2 separate regions of the Mus musculus genome follow, and region 1 is linked to region 2. Evidence: chromatin contacts called from public promoter capture Hi-C data. All regions are on one chromosome and are shown on one strand. Each heading gives the region's core, a stretch centred on a gene start, on an enhancer-like site or on the middle of the called end of the contact. The rest is flanking DNA. Distances are from core to core; before and after follow the strand shown. Region 1 has its middle 21 kb from the start of Mga. Region 2 overlaps Chp1 (calcineurin-like EF hand protein 1).

Region 1 (2,979 bases), core at 309-2,808, 320 kb before region 2:
AACTCCAGTTCCAGGGGAATATAACACCTTCTTTTGACCTCTGAGAGCACCAGGCACATACATTCAGACAAAGCAGTCAATACACACATTTTAAAAATAAACCACACCGAGCGGTGGTGGCACATGCCTTTAATCCCAGCACTTGGGTAGCAGAGGCAGGTGGATTTTCAAGGCCAGCCTGGTCTATAGAGTGAGTTCCAGGACAGCCAGGGCTACACAGAGAAACCCTGTCTCGAAAAACCAAAGTAAATAAATAAATAAACCAAAATAAGAAGAGGGGAGGGGAGGAAACAGCAAGAAGGAAGAAAGCAAAGGAGGAAGAAAGGAAGGAAGGAAAGAGAAGAGAAACTGGAGAGGAAGAGGAAGAACAGGAGGAAGAGGAAAAGGAGAGCAGCAGCAGCAGCATTATCTGGGATATGATCTCTGAACTCAGGAGTCTGAGGCAGAGACTGGAGTTCAAGGTTAGCCTAGGTTAAGTGTGATGTTAATTCATGCTTATAATCTCAGCAATCAGGAGCCACAGTTTTAATATTAAACTAGGTTAAAATGTGAAATCAATTTTAAATACTCCCCCATTTTATTTTAAAAATAAAACTAGTGACATGGCTTAGCGGGTAAAAGAACAAGGCAGACAACCTGAGTTCAATTCCTGAGACCCACATGGTAGAATGAGAAAATTAGCACACAAGTTGTGCTATATGTGCACCCACACACACAAATAAATAAATGTAATAAAAAAATTTTGAATAGGGCCATCAAGATAGTTCAGTGGGTAAAGGTCCTTCCCCCCTGGCCTGTCAGCCTGAGCTTGGGTCCCAAGACCCACATAGAAGGAAGAACCAACTCCTGAAAGTGTTCCTCTGACTTTCACATATGAACTGTTACATATGCACACACAAATATACACACACATACACACACTAAATGGATGAATGCATACACAATAAAAATAAGTGAAATAAAAATAAAAGAAAAATATTAGGTAAAGTGCTTGCTGCATGGCCAGAGAACCTGAATTCAATCCCCCAGAAATCATGTAAAAAAGCTGGGCACAGCAGCTCACATCTGTAACCCCAGTGCTGAGAGACAGACACAGAAGGATTCTCAGAGCTCACTGGCCATCCCTTCTAGACAAATCAATAAGATCAATGAGCTCCAGGTTCAGTAAGAGAGCATGTCTTTAAAAAAAAAAAAAAAAAGAGGGGCAATTGAAGAAAATATCCAATTTCAACCTCCAACTGCAACATAAACATGCCTACATACACACATAAACACATATACACACAATTAAAAGAACTAGGAGAATTCCAGGACAGCTAGACACACACAAAGAAACTCTGTCTCTAAAAACACAAATGTACATATGTCTACACACATACATAGATAATTTAAATATCTATACTAAACCCCAACTCTGTCTCATCAAAAAAAAAAAAACAAACAAACAAACAAACCAACAACAACAACTATCAGAGGACTGGAGAGATGATGGCTCAATAGTTAAGAGCACTGACTGGTTTGCCAAAAGTCCAGAGTTCAATTCCAAGCAACCACATGGTGGCTTACACAATCTGTAATGGAAACTGATGCCCTCTTCTGGTGTGTTTAAAGACAGTGACAACCTACTCATATGCATAAAATAAATAAATAAATCTTTTAAAAAAGAAAGAAAGAAAACTATCAGAGTCATCAAGAACTCTGAGAAACCATCAAGCAAGAGCTTAAGAAGACATAACTATAGCCTAGTATGATGGCATGTGCCTGAAATTCCAGTATTTAGAAGGCTAGGAAGATCAGGAGTTGAAGACAGGCTTCAGCTACCTAGCAAGTTTGAGATAAATTTAGATAGGTAAAAATAAAAATGGTAAACCACAGGAACGATAGTATAACTACAAAAAGTACTATGTTCTAGGTGCAAAGGCTTCAGTCCGTCTATTCTGGAGACCAAGGCAAAAGGATAGTAAATTCCAGGCCAATCTGGGCAACAAAGCAAAACTCTTTTCTCAAAATAAGTTGTTTTTGTTTTGTTTTTCTTTAATTTTTTTTAGATCTTTATTTATTTATACATATAAGTGCTCTATTTTCATGAAGAGAGCATCAGACAGAAGAGAGCATCAAATACCATTATAGACAGTTGTGAGCCACCATGTGGTTGCTGGGAATTGAACTCAGGACCTCTGGTGGAGCAGCCAGTGTTCTTAACCACTGGGCTATCTCTCCAGCCCCTCAAAGCAAGTTTTAAAGACATGATTTTTTTTTCCCCACCAATCTTTATGGTTCTGAGGAATTTTTTTAAGGGGGGGTTGTTTACATTTATTATCTATTGTGTGTTTCAATACATTGCATATATGTATATGCAATATAGTGTATATATTGTTTGTATATATGCTAATATATACATGTAGGTACATGCCACAATGCACATGTAAAGTCAGAGGACAATTAGAGAAAAGCTAGGTCTCTCCTTTTACCATGTGCCTTCCAGGGACTGAATTCAGACTGTCAGCTGTAGGGTAAATATCTTTACCCACTGAGACATCCTGCCTACCTTAAGAAAAACATTTGAGATCATTTGGTATCATCTATAGCTCAGTTTGGCCAAGACCAAGAAGCAATTCTGCTTCTGCTTTCCAAGTGCTGAGATTGCAGGAGAGTGCCGTCACACCTGCTGTCCACCCAGTCTTCTTCAAAGCAGTAATCTTGGGTTTTTTGAGACAAGACTCATTAAGCAGCCCATAGTAGCCTAAAATTCATCATTTACTGCTTTACCCTCCGAAATACTGGGATTACAAGTATACAGACCACTCGCTTGGCCCCAGAGTAATAATTTTCTAATTTTACCTTTTATATTCAAATAATTAATTCACCTGAACTTGATTCACCTGAATTTTAGTTTTTTTCCCCCAAATGATTAGCTAAATAGTCCAAAATGATTAAAGAACATTTCCCACAGGATATGAAATGTCACTTCTGTAAAAC
Region 2 (2,911 bases), core at 150-2,649:
GTGTAGGCATAACTAAGAATGTATTAGGCTAGGAATACAACTCAGTGGTAGAGCTCTGCTTCACATGCATGACGATCTGAATTCATTTTACACACACACACACACACACACACACACGCACGCACGCACGCACGCACGCGCACACACACATACATACACAGCTTTAAAAACACAAAACAGCTAGGCGTGGTGGCACACGCCTTTAATCCCAGCACTCGAGAGGCAGGGGCAGGTAGATTTCTGAGTTCCAGGCCACCCTGGTCTACAGAGTGAGTTCCAGGATAGCCAGGGCTATACAGAGAACCCCTGTCTCGAAAGAAAAGAAAACAAAACAAAACAATAATAATTTCCGGGCGTGGTGACGAAAGCCTTTAGTCCCAGCACTCGGGAGGCAGAGGCAGGCGGACAGAAGAGTTCAAGGCCAGCCTGGTCTACAGAGTGAGTTCCAGGACAGCCAGGGCTACACAGAGAAACCCTGTCTTGAAAAACCAAAACAAACAAACAAAACAAAACAAAAAAACCAGTAAGACTTGAAGAACTTCTTTTAGTCCTGGGGTAAAGGCACAGGTTAGTTGAAGGAAGAGCACCTGTTTAAGAGTATGAGCGAGACTCTGTCTGATCCCTAGCAGATCTCTCTCACTCCCCACCCCCAATAAAGTTAAAAGAGAGAGGGAAAAACAAAAACAAAACCTCAAGCCTATTAATTAATTTGGCTCTTCAGACTGGAATTTCTGAGCAAGTAACTTAATGCTGAACTAAATGGTGTGGCACATCAAACAATTCTGTTTTTAACGTCTAGTCTCCTTCTGCACCAAGCACCCACAGCATCACCTCCTCATTAGGACTTAACTGGGTGACACCAGGAATCAATTTGTTTGATGTAACAAAGTAACCATGCTGTGACCTCTACAAGAGAACCTAGTGGTCTGGATTAGCACAGTCAACTCCAGCACGGTAACTGCTAGAAGCAGTTTATAATTGCAGATGTACAAAACAAGCCTGAAAGTGGGAAAGGCACTTCTGGGGAACAGTTTAGTCTCCTGGCAGATTAGAGGCAAGAGGAAAACACAGAGTAACCACAGTAGAAAATATGACAGCCCCACAGCGGGGAACAAGTCCAAAGTGACTCAGCCGCACCTGTGAGGCGGTGAAGATTAAGGAAGTGTGGATCTGAAGGTTGTCTTCCCCTAGCTCAAGCAACACAACATACCTGCTGTATGAGGAAGGGGAAACAAAGTAAACAAGGCAGGAAGTAAAACAGGAAGTGAACGGTGGGGCAGGGAGGACGCACTAGGGCAGCTGTGATCTGGCACTAGGTTCATCCATGAAAGGGGCTCTAATAACTAAACAGAGCCTGGGAGGCACAACTCCTCCCATCTAGGCAGAACAAACAGGAGTTTGGCTGCTAAAGGCCGCAGGTGGAGACTGCTGCCAGCCACACAGGTACACACAGCTTTGCAAAGAATAGACACTTGTGATGGCCAGGTAGCCAGAGTCTGGACCAAGGGGCTAAGTCAATGGGACTGTGAGGAGTGGAAGGAAAATGCTCAGCAAAGAGTCTGCGCTGGGAAAGCACACCAAGTTAACTATCATCACCACCTCATCCCTACACAGGAGCCTGGGGGACAGCTTACACTACCATAATAACTGCTCACAACCTTCTTGGCGGGCCAGTCACAGCTACTTTCTTTAGGAATCTGACCAATTTATCCCAGCCTGGCATCCGGCCTCCAAAGGTACTTTTGTAATGAATTCCTTAGTTGAGCAAAATTAAGTCAGTTAAAGAATAACTACATTTCCCAAAAAGTCTTGAAAAAGAAATCTGTGTTTTCCATCTCAACATTGTTTCTTTTCATTTCTTTAATAGACCACCTAGTATCATTCATTTGTGAACTTTAGATCCAACAGCTTGATTTTCTCTTTTTAATTTTTAAAAATAATTTGTTTTTATATACATTGGTGTTTTGCCTGCACGTATGTCTGTATGAGGGTGTCTGATCCCCTGGAACAGGAGTTACAGACGATTTTAAGCTGCTGTGGGATGCTGGGAATTGAACCTGGATTCTCTGGAAGAGCAGCCACTATAGTTAATTGCTGAGCCAGCTTAATTTTCAATTAAGTAATTCAGTCTTTTAACTATCAAGTAATTCATTTCATATTGGTGCGAAGTACTTCTAAAATATTTTAAAATATATTTATTTTTATTGTGTTTCTGTGTCTGTGCAAGTGATTGCTGGTACCCTCAGAAGCCAGAGGTATTGAATTCCCCAGGTACTGGAGCTACAGGCAGTTGTGAGCTGCCTAACATGGGTGCTAGGAACCAAACTCAGGCCTCCTGGCAGAGCAGGATGCATTCAGCCACTGAGCCACCTTTTGAATCCTGGTTTTGAGTATTTTATGGTAGTCTCTCTGTATGTATGTATGGTATTGTATAGTGTATGTGAGAATGCTTGAACCCATGCACACATGCAGAAGCCAGAGTGGGACTTGAGGTGTCTTCCTCTATCACCCTCCAACTGCCTGCCTTGAAACTGAGCTTCTCACCAAACTGGACACTCACATTGTGGCTAGGCTGTCTGTCTGACTAGTAAGCAACAGGCGCCTGACCAGCTCCATGTCCCAGTGTTGAAGTGCTGACTAGCCGGCCTTCCTCTGCGCTGGCAATCTGAGCCGGCCTTCCTCTGGGCTGCCATCTGAACTGGGGTCCTGCTTGCAGAGCACATGCTCTTACCCACTGAGCCATCTCCTCTAGCCCCTGAAGGATTTATTTATGTATTTATTTATTTATTTATTTATTTATTTATTTATTTACAGAGCACAGGCTCTTACCCACTGAGCCATCTCCTCTAGCCCCTGAAGGATCGATTTATTTATTTATTTATTTATTTGGTTTTTTTTTTCAAGACAGGGT

The links. Capture Hi-C pulls out chosen DNA fragments and counts their contacts.
Region 1: a contact with region 2 is called in a promoter capture Hi-C map of liver. The contact joins two enhancer-like sites. A contact is called at or near these places in 1 of 39 promoter capture datasets (pre-B cells), 1 of 484 Hi-C or Micro-C datasets (CD8 T cells) and 1 of 9 other capture datasets (liver).

What each region holds. Positions count from the first base shown.
Region 1 is chr2:119,874,735-119,877,713 of GRCm38.p6, reverse strand. It overlaps a transcript of Mga not described here. Among named protein-coding and RNA genes, the nearest start is that of Mga, 21 kb to the left of the region's middle. Within about 2 kb of position 1,558, at least 2 of the 459 cell types and tissues checked have an H3K27ac peak or open chromatin away from gene starts, as enhancers often do. A contact at or near this core is called in liver, where this site is marked.
Region 2 is chr2:119,557,424-119,560,334 of GRCm38.p6, reverse strand. The region is part of intron 1 of Chp1 (calcineurin-like EF hand protein 1); the gene reads right to left. Among named protein-coding and RNA genes, the nearest start is that of Chp1, 11 kb to the right of the region's middle. Within about 2 kb of position 1,399, at least 126 of the 459 cell types and tissues checked have an H3K27ac peak or open chromatin away from gene starts, as enhancers often do. A contact at or near this core is called in liver, where this site is marked.